Linked DNA regions of Sus scrofa: all the other regions are linked to region 1. Evidence: chromatin contacts called from public HiChIP or PLAC-seq data. All regions are on one chromosome and are shown on one strand. Each heading gives the region's core, a stretch centred on a gene start, on an enhancer-like site or on the middle of the called end of the contact. The rest is flanking DNA. Distances are from core to core; before and after follow the strand shown. Region 1 holds the start of SRSF6 (serine and arginine rich splicing factor 6). Region 2 holds the start of FITM2 (fat storage inducing transmembrane protein 2). Region 3 holds the start of OSER1 (oxidative stress-responsive serine-rich protein 1).

The links. HiChIP or PLAC-seq counts read pairs in DNA pulled down with a chosen protein or histone mark.
Region 2: a contact with region 1 is called in an H3K27ac HiChIP or PLAC-seq map of alveolar macrophages. The contact joins the promoter of FITM2 here to the promoter of SRSF6 in region 1. A contact is called at or near these places in 1 of 47 Hi-C or Micro-C datasets (heart right ventricle) and 1 of 2 datasets of contacts at active chromatin or transcription factors (alveolar macrophages).
Region 3: a contact with region 1 is called in an H3K27ac HiChIP or PLAC-seq map of alveolar macrophages. The contact joins the promoter of OSER1 here to the promoter of SRSF6 in region 1. A contact is called at or near these places in 1 of 5 promoter capture datasets (fetal liver), 5 of 47 Hi-C or Micro-C datasets (alveolar macrophages, heart right ventricle, liver and 2 more) and 1 of 2 datasets of contacts at active chromatin or transcription factors (alveolar macrophages).

The regions. Positions count from the first base shown.
Region 1 is chr17:46,118,056-46,121,260 of Sscrofa11.1, reverse strand. It overlaps SRSF6 (serine and arginine rich splicing factor 6), which reads right to left and starts at 1,649. Exons shown (of 6, transcript NM_001077217.1): 1 at 1,543-1,649; 2 at 1,170-1,318. The coding sequence starts at 1,649. It overlaps LOC100520338 (a long non-coding RNA gene), which reads left to right and starts at 2,347. Exons shown (of 7, transcript XR_297849.3): 1 at 2,347-2,525.
Region 2 is chr17:46,744,141-46,747,345 of Sscrofa11.1, reverse strand. It overlaps FITM2 (fat storage inducing transmembrane protein 2), which reads left to right and starts at 1,448. Exons shown (of 3, transcript NM_001128460.1): 1 at 1,448-1,629. The coding sequence starts at 1,457.
Region 3 is chr17:46,684,600-46,687,804 of Sscrofa11.1, reverse strand. OSER1 (oxidative stress-responsive serine-rich protein 1) reads left to right here and starts at 1,661. Exons shown (of 4, transcript XM_021078054.1): 1 at 1,661-1,809. It also overlaps LOC106506689.

The DNA of each region.
Region 1 (3,205 bases), core at 400-2,899:
CTTCGATACAGTTGTGATTTGCCATAAATTAAATTAAGGGCAAGTCAAATAGACTAAATCCAACTAAACTTCTCCTACAATCTGTTAGAGAGTGACTGCTCCTTTATTCAATTTACCTCGCTAAGTTTTATTTTACAGAACATTGTAAAATATAAAACTTAACTGATTACATGCATTTCTACATTTTACAAAAATGTTTACTAGTTACACTAAGTACTTACATCACAGTGTGAGGTTTTTGGTGGTGGTTTGGCCACAAAACACGCAAGGTAACAGTCACCTAGTTCAGATTAACCAGTTTTGTCTAACCCTCGGAATCCTCACCATCACCCTGCGTCTAATGGCAAAAGGCTGCTGTCGTCATGGCTTCCGGTAAGGTCAGCCAAAGGGTCATAGGGCAAGGGTCACACAATGTATGGAAAAGCCAAGGCCAATCAGGAAAGGCAGTCATCTTAGCCTCAGTGGACACAGCCTCAGCCCCATTGGTCACTTTCAAATTGAAACATCAAGGACTTGTTAAAAAGTTTGAATTCAACATGCAACAATTTCAACATCAAACATTTAACATAACCAAAATCCCCCCACCTCCTCCCCATAACATGCCCCAACTAGTTCAAATATAGCATAAAGCTCATTTAGATCTACTTTGTGGTACAATACCACATTACGTCAAAATAACATTTTCTTTGGCCCCTGCCAATTTTAATAACTTTAAGTCCTAAGCTTCAAACTCCACCCCTTCCCCCGCCCCCAACCCCACCTCCACCCCAGCCTGTCCCCAAACCTCCATGCTAAATCATTCACATTTCTACCTAATGCACTGACAGGTAAGCGAGGGAGATACAAGTACAGCCAACCCTCGCTTCCTCCGTAGGCAGAGCCCACGACAGTGCTGACAGGGGCCCAGCACACGTTACCCCCTCCCGACTAAGCAACTCCCGCCCCCAAACACACAAACTCCCGCTAGGCAAAACCCACCACCCAATCCCCGCGCTCCGGCGTCCCGTGGCTTTCCCGGGCAGGCGTGAAGGCAGCGGGCCCCGGGGACACCCGAGTCAAGCGACCCGGGCCAACGCGCCTGCCCGGCTGGGAGGCCCCACCCCGCCCCCCTAAGCCTGCACCCGCCCCCGGGGTCCCAAGGACACGGAGCGCGCGGGGGTGGGACTCACTGCGGCTTCCGTAGCTGTAGCCGTCGCGATCGCGGCGCGGGCCCCGGGCGTGCTCCACGATCACGCGCTCGCCGCAGAGCTCCTTGCCGTTCAGCTCGTAAACGGCGTCGTCGGCGTCGCGGGAGTCCTCGAACTCCACGAAGCCGTACCTGAGGGCGGCGCGAGGGCCGGAGACCGGCGGACGTCGTTAGGCCGGGGGCGCGCACGCGCGCTGCTCCCGCTCCTCGCGCGCTCCCGCGGCCCCGCGCGGCCGCCATCTTGGCGGCCCTGCCACGCGGCACCGCGGCCTTGGCCGTCTCCTCCCTCCGATGGGCCCTGCCGCCGTAGGCCCGCGGCGCTGCGGGCGGACGCGGGCGCCCAGCCTCCGACTCACCCATTTTTAAGGTCAATTTCGAGAAGGCGGCCATAGCCGCTGAAAAAGCGCTGGATGTCCTTCTCCCGGACGTTGTAGCTCAGGCGTCCTATGTAGACGCGCGGCATGTCCGTGGCGGGCGAGGGGCCCGAGGGCTGGCTGTCGAACGACGAACCGCAAGGCAGAAGCCGCGGTGCGGGTGCGGGGACGGCAAAAGCCCGGACACGCGCCTCACACCGCAGTGGCGGCCGAGTCCAGCCACACAATGGTGCGCGCGCGCCTGGGCTACGCTATAAGGGCGAGCGGCCAGGGGCGGGGCCCGGCGCGTGACGTCAACGCGCAGCACGTACCCTCCCGCGCTGAAGCGCGGAGCGCGAGAGTGACTTGCGGGACCTCCGCGCTCCAAGTTTCAGGGAAGTGCGGTTCTATTCGCTCACCGAACTTTCTCCACACATCTTTGTAGACGTCGTATCCCGTCGTCCAGTCAAGGACTTGTTTTCTAATCTGTACCTTAAAAAAAACTTCCTCTGTGAGTTCTCTCCGGGACTCGCGCTTGGGAGGCCGGCTAGGAAAATCCCTCTTTTCATTGGTTATCGAGGTTGTCACTATAGGCCTCCCTGGTCTCTGATTGGTTTTGGGAACGAGGCTGCAAATTTCCCCTATGGATCGCTCAGCTTGCGCTCTGCCTAGTGTAGAAGGCGTTCTCCACACGGTTAGCTGCCTATTTCCACAGAATCCGAAGTTAGCGCTCTGAGGTCGTGGTGACGCGGTCGGGAGCGCACGGTACTGCTGGCTTCTATCCCTCGTGGTCCCACTTCACCGCCTCCTTTTACGGCCACCTGTCCTTCCAGGGGGTCTTTCTTGGAGCACCGTCACCTGGAGTCACCTGTAGATTGAGGTGTGCATGGCAACCCCCCCGGCTCGCTGCGGGTGCTGGAAAAGGGAGGCGGGCCAAGGCCTCCGGCCCAGAAAGTTGAGCAAGACCTGGCAACCTTCCCACAGAGGTACGCTCATTTTCTCCCCCGTGTGGAGAGGCCGTAGTCCCAACGCGATCCCTTCCCATTATCTATACCGCAAAAACACGCACATTTTGGAGTTTACCACTAGAGTTGCCAGTTAAAGCTGGCGAATTAGATGAAAACCAGGAGTAAAGTTTAAGTGGAGAGCAGAAGACCCTGGCGTCGTCTTGGAACTTAAGTAAGGGGAAGGAGTGCCTGGAGAGGTGGAGAAAAGAGCCCGAGGGCGTTGTGTCACACTAGCTGAGGGGAAAGGGCGTTGCCGCGATAATACTGGCTGTGTACGTATTTCTGTATATTCCAGCGCTTCGGGAGCAAGGCAGCCTTGCACTCTACAGCTTCTAGTTGGAAGGTGGCAGTTTTGCCCCCCGGGGGACATTTGGCAAAGTCAGGGGGTCTGACAGTTGTGACGACGGGGGGAGGGGGAGTGTTAATAACTGGCGGCTAGTGGTAGAGGCTACGCTCAGCTTAAAGTTAGGTGAATAAAACGTATTGATAGATCTTTAAAAAAAATTAGTGGGTCGTGATAATTAGGGAAAGGAGGATTAACAATGGGATAACATTTTTTTTCACCCTTCGAACTGTCAATATTTTAAAGTTTGTTAAAATTCACTATTGGCAAGAGGTGAACCAGGAAATGCTACTCTGAACATTCCTTTGGGGAAGGT
Region 2 (3,205 bases), core at 199-2,698, 630 kb before region 1:
GGCCAGGGATCAACCCGCATCCTCGTGGATCTTAGCCGGGTTCGTTAACCGCTGAGCCACAAAGGGAACTCCAGAAATGTCATTTTTGTAACAGAAGAAATACAGCTGGCACATAGAATCTATTATTCTATGGGTATTTCTGCTTGGGAGTCTATAAGTATTTCAGTTTTAAATGTGTATTGTCTAAAGAAAAATGTGAAGAAATAATAGTACTGGTGGTGTATGGACATGGCAGAAACAGTTCAAGTGGATACAGGGGGTTGAATGGTGACACCCCCCCCCCCCCGCGCCAAAGGACACATCAAAGTCTTAATCCCTGGGAATATGACCTTATTTGGAAATAAAGTCTTTGCACATGTAATGAAGGATCTAATGAAGTGATTATTTTGGATTTTGAGTGGACCCTAAATCCAGTGACGAGTGTCCTTATAATAGATGGAAGGAGAGAAGACACACAGACACGCAGAAGGGAGAAGACCATGGGAAGAAAGAAGTAGAGATTGGAGTGATGCAGCCATAAGCCAAGGATGCCCAGGACTGCCTGCAGCCACTGGAAGAGAGCCATGGAAGGTCTCCTTCTAGGAGCCTCCAGAAGGAACCAATCCCATCGACAGCTTGATTTCAGACTTCTGGCCTCCAGACTTGCCAGAGAATATATTTCTGTTGGTTTAAGCCAACACGTTTCTGGCAACTTGTTATGGCAGTCCTAGAAAATTAATACAGTGGCAAAGAAATGCCTCAAGGTTGGGAAACACTGAATTACACACCCAACCAGACCAGGGGATGAGAAGGTTTAACTCTGTGATAAATAAGTAACTGAGTCATCAACACCCTCATCTTATCGTCATTAACCCTCAGCATCCAGCATTTTCGCTCAATACAAGTATGTGGTTGTTTTGAAGGTGAAAATAAATCCAATAATTTTAAATGTAAATACGATGATTGTATGCATTTATATTCTCATGCAACTGTTTCTGGACACCACAATGAACCCTGAGTTCATAAATTAACTCTTGGGAAAGGCGATCTCCTCTTGTCTCTTCATTTTACAGATGAGAAAACAAAAGAGGCTGAGACCACTGTCCCAGCTCCTACAACGAAACGTTTATTCTTCCTTACCTCCAGCAAATATTCCCACAAACTCTTTTTCTTTGATCAGAGCAAGGCATAGAGGCTGAGGTTCAAACCTGCCTTACCCGGATGGAGCTAAGGTGATTTTCCGGGAGGTGATTTTGAGTGAAGAGAAAGCGACGAATTTGGAGTCAAGCGCGCTGCAGAGGCCGCCGGTGGCCAGGAGGGGGAGCGCGCGGGCTCCAGAACGCGCACCCTCCTCAAGGGCGGGGCCTGAGGGCAGCGCGCATGCGCTCAAAGGGAGGTGGTTTCGCCGGCCGGGACGAAGGGCGAGACGGTGGCCGAGAAGGCACGGGTCGGCGGACGGTGGCCGAAGAGGTCGGGCATGGAGCACCTGGAGCGCTGCGCGTGGGTCCTCAGGGGAACACTGGTGCGGGCGGCTGTGCGGCGGTACCTGCCCTGGGCCCTGGCAGCTTCCATGCTGGCGGGGTCCCTCCTCAAGGAACTCTCACCGCTGCCCGAGAGCTATCTCAGCAACAAACGCAACGTCCTCAACGTGTGAGTGTGCCCCGGGTTTCTCCTGTCCCCGCCGTAGCTACCGCTGTCGCCTTGCCCAGACAGCTGGGGGTTGGCTGCCCTGATGACGAGTCATTGGAAGGGGAGGTCCTTCTCCCCATCGTGACAGCAGCGTCTGCACGCGGGTCGAAATGGAGGGACCCCGAAATAGCTAGTGTCACCAGCAAGTCGCGTTTGCACACCAAACAAGACAGTCTGAGCTGACTGGGCAGGGGTGACGGGCAGGGAGGTGTGTGTGTCTGTGTGTGTGTAGGAGTGGGAGGTGGCAAGAGGGGATGAACCAGCTTCCCACCCCCACCCCGATTTCCTTTGGGTTTAGGGGTTGGCCGCTGCCCTGGGGAATATGCCACGTCTCTCCTGCCTGCCGGCATCAGACGCCGTGCCTCTGCCCTAAGTCCAGTTATTACCCCCTGCACCCCCAGCGTGACAGAATCCCATCACACCTGGGTAGGGTAGAAAGACCTGCCCTTCCCCCCACCCCCATCCTAGCCTGTGACAACCCCGCTCCAAGATAGTGTCGCAGGAGTGGAACCCTCCAGTCTATGACCTTTCCCCTGAATCTGCATGGATCTTCTTAAGCCACTCAAAGTTCCTGGCAGTGGCCCAGGAACACAATCCCAGCCAGGTTCTTTGAGATTTCTTAAGTCTACCCACCCCCTCCTTTAAAAAAAAAAAAAAAAAAAAAAAAAAAACCTCTTGGATTTTAAGGTTATTGACAACAACACTGTTGGAATAGTAAAGGGAGATTCTGAAAGATAAAAATTCTCCCTTGATGTGAGTTTTTTCTCTTCAGGATTATGGTGTCTGTGGCATCTCCCAGAAGTCAGTCCAGTTTTGGTTATCTGCTTAAAACCCTGGTTTCTCTCTCCAGCAGCTTCATCGAATACCTAACAGGTCATGGCTCTGGCCAGTTCCCTGCATATCAGTCCCAGGGAAGATTTTAGCGACAGGCTCTTGGGTAGTGTCTGAGACATTTTTGGAACCCAAGAAAGAGGCCTTCTGTCCTTGGCCCACCTTCCTCCCCCACTTACGAGGCTGGGCAGATTATGAAAGTGGTCATGGCCCCACATCTCTTGCATGTGTGTTCGCTGCAGCTGGTCCCAGGTCAGCCACCTTTGATAAGTGCAGGGGAGGCAGACAAGGCTGTTGCTGCTTGATCTGGCCTGGGAGATGCTGGAAGCTGAGCACCCTGGTAAAGTCCCTGTGGTTTGCAGGTTGCTATGGATTCTGGTGTTCTCTTCCATACCTCTGTGCTGGTTAACTGATGAAAGGGAACTAGTGAATCCTTGGCTCTGGAGGGGATTTTAAGAATCGATTAGGGGAGTTCCCATCATGGCTCAGTGGTAAAGAACTGGACTAGTATCATGAGGACTCGGGTTCGATCCCTGGCCTTGCTCATTGGGTTAAGGATCTGGTGTTGCCATGAGCTGTGGTGTAGGCCACAGATGTGACTCGGATCTGGCATTGCTGTGGCTGTGGTGTAGGCTGGCAGCTACAACTCTGATTTGACCTCTAGCCTGGGAACCTCCGTATGCTGTGAGTGTGGCCCTAAAAAGAC
Region 3 (3,205 bases), core at 412-2,911, 570 kb before region 1:
CCAGAATTCAACTCAACTAGATACAGTCCCTGCCTTCAAGGTTGTGTGGTTTTATCTGAAGCAGTATTTTTGACTAACAGCTTAAAAACATGTATTTGGTCTTAATGAAATTCACGTGGCAACTTCTGAGGGGAAAAAAATGCATCATATTTTCCTGCTTCTTATTCTAAGATATACTGAGAGATGGTAAGCAGTGGACTGCCAGGCTTTTGAGACTGTTTAAATCCTGATTCGGTCACTTCCTAGCACTGTGACACAGAAGAAGGGAGCTAGAACAAGCTAATATCTGAATCCCAGTCATCCTCATCTGTTGTGTAAAATTACAGGAATATTAAACGTGCAAACACGTGCATGGTTGCTGCAAAGAAGCGGGGAGCCATCATTAGAATTTGGTTTGATGTTGGGACTTAACAATTAACAGGTTTCTTTCATCCCTTGTCAGTTACTGAGCCTCTGGTATGAACAAGGATTTAAAAAGGTACCCAGGGCCCAAGACATGCTTTAACAATCTTATAAAATAACCTGTAGATTCCATCCTCAGACATGGGCCAGGCATTCCAAAGTCTGGCTATAGTTAAGTTGAACATACCAAGCTATTTTCAGCAGCCTATCCAATTAGGTGATTATAGCTAAGGTACTGGGGAGTGGGAGGGTCCAGTTTTGGTTCAAGTGACAACCTCACACAAAGGTTGGCCAGAACCAACTCGAGCCCATTTTACTGAGGAAGAGCATCTTTTCCCACAAAGCTCTGAGAAGTGCGGACGTGGAACTGGGGCATGGTGAGTGAGCTGGTGTTGGAGGGAGTAGCAGCCGTTGCTCAGCCCATCCCTTCTCTGTCTGCCATCCAAGCAACCGTCGGAGTCCTACAAAAGGAAAAGATCCCTAAAAATTACCTGCTTAGGTGAACTGCCCAAACCTTTTTGCAAAATTTGGTATGCCTGTGCACGTCTCTGTCGAGGCGGCCTACGATTCTCACCAGATTCTCAACGGAGTCCATGCCTGAAAACAACGAGATGTGCTGAAGCAGTCCAACGTCCTCATTTAACAGAATGGAGAAAGCCAGAGAGGGAAACAACAAAGGTATTTTGTAAACGCATTTCAGTTCCAATTTCGGCCTAATGTTCACGGTACTAGCTGTGTCGGATTCCCCCTTGCTTTTCTGCAGCCCTGGGGGATCCCCAGGAGGCGAAGGCTGGTGTTCGAGCCCCAGCGATACCGCCGGCAGTCCAGATTCGCGCATCCAGGAGACTCGCGCGGAGCGTTCAGAGGTGGCTCCGTTGCGTAAAGATCCACCCACCTGGGCCTCACCTCGCGGAATTCCGTAGCCTTGTTGACTCCAGGTAGCGCTCCAAGCACAGGGAGACCGCGGAAAATCGAGGTGGCTCCGTGACAGCGAGAAACAACCCTCACTCACCCAGTCACTCACCTGACCAAGAGAAGGAAGCAGGCATGCCCCAGAAAGCCATCCCCAGCAAACTCTTTGAGAAGGGAGGAGCGAGCGAAGAGAATAACAGGAAGTGGCGTCAGGCGCACGTGTTTTGAGAGGGGCGGGTGCAAGGCGTTTGAGAGGCGCGGCTACAGCTCCGCGCCTGCGCAGTCGCTGCCTGCCGCGCTGCCGAGTCACGGGGGGTAGGAGGAGCGCGAACAGGGGGCGGGGGGCGTGCCCGAGTGACGCAGGCGCAGAGCGACTCCGGAGGAGCGGGCCGCCCCCTCCGCGGGTTTAGATCCGGGTCAGTCAGGCGCGACGATCGGGGAGAGACGATCTGAACTGACGAGACTGGCTCACCGGAGCGACCCTGCCGCGAGGAGGTGAGTGCCCAGACTTGACGGAGAAGCTCCGTAGCACCGCGTCTCGGCCTCGAGGCCCGGCCTGGCAGCGGGCAGCCGCTTCTGAGCCCTCTCGCGTCGCGTCGCGTCGTCCCACGGCTCTGGCTGTCTGGGCCCAGCCGGGCCTGCGCCTCTCCGCGCTCCGTCCGCCGCCGCGGCCTGGCACTACCCGAGCCCCGCTCTCTTCGCCCCTTCCCGCCTCCGCGACCCCCGCCCCGCGCCTCCGCCCTCTCCCGCCTGGCCGTAGCTTCCCCTTTTCGTCCTCCTCGGCAGCCCTTTGCCCCTTCCCGCCCTTTTCCGCGCCCCAGTCTCGTTGGCTGCCGCTTCGGCTTTGCTCCCTCCTCCTCCTGCATCCCTTGCCCCTTGGCCCTACTGTATCCTCTCCTTTTGGCCCGGAGAGTATCCTCAGGGGGCGACTTCCAGCTGCAGGACCTCGGGCGGGCAGAGCTAAGGCCCTGGACAGCTCCCCGCTATCCGAACCCCTCAGGTTCTGAGCCTCCCTCTCCCCAAATCCTGTTGAACCACGACCGATCCACTTTCTGGGTAAGAAGAATTAACATCGGGCTCTAGTACCGAGAGTTTAGGGAGTTGAGTGGGTAGAAGAGACACCCGGGTCGATTGTTTGAACCTAGTTTTATTTGCGCCTTGCAGAGTTGCTGGATTCGGTTTTCTTTCCCGAACTCCACGCTTCCTGGTGGGTTGGGAAATTTTCTAAATATTTTAACATTGTGATGACACGCTTACGCGCAGATCTTTTATTGATCGTTCTCCGGTCTTTTCAGGGTCCTGGAAATTTGGACCTAGGCCTGACGTTCGAAGAGGTCTCGGTTAAAACTGCAAGATGTAAATAAGATTGTGACCCATAGCTTTTGTTGACAATCAGAGAAAATCAGGAATTTGCCCTTTTGATGAAGGAACTTAGAATAATTTTGGTTTTTTTTGAAAGGCTAAGGAAAATCCGAGGCCCTATGTTATTTGACTTAAGGTAATTTCTAATAGGCCTTTTAAAAAGTTTGATCTTTGAGGGGGATCGTTCAATTTCAAGAAGTTAGTGTAGTAAAAAACGGCAGAAATCCATCCCACAAATTTATGAATTTATCAGTGAAGAAGGGGAAAACGATACATGTTTCACTGAGTTATTTAGCTCTTGATTTGAGTGAATGGGAGGCCGGGAATAGGGCGGAGCATAATAAGCCTTTTTGTAATTACAAACATGTTATGATTTAGCTCTTCAGGTCATGCCTAAGATTCACCTTTGCTCTGGGTTAATATAATTGAGGGAAAAGGTGAGTCATCAGAATGTTGAAAGTCTCAAAATAGTTTAGATGGAATGTCATTCCTAATGTTTTAGTCTGTGCCAGTTTTATTTTGGTCTGTT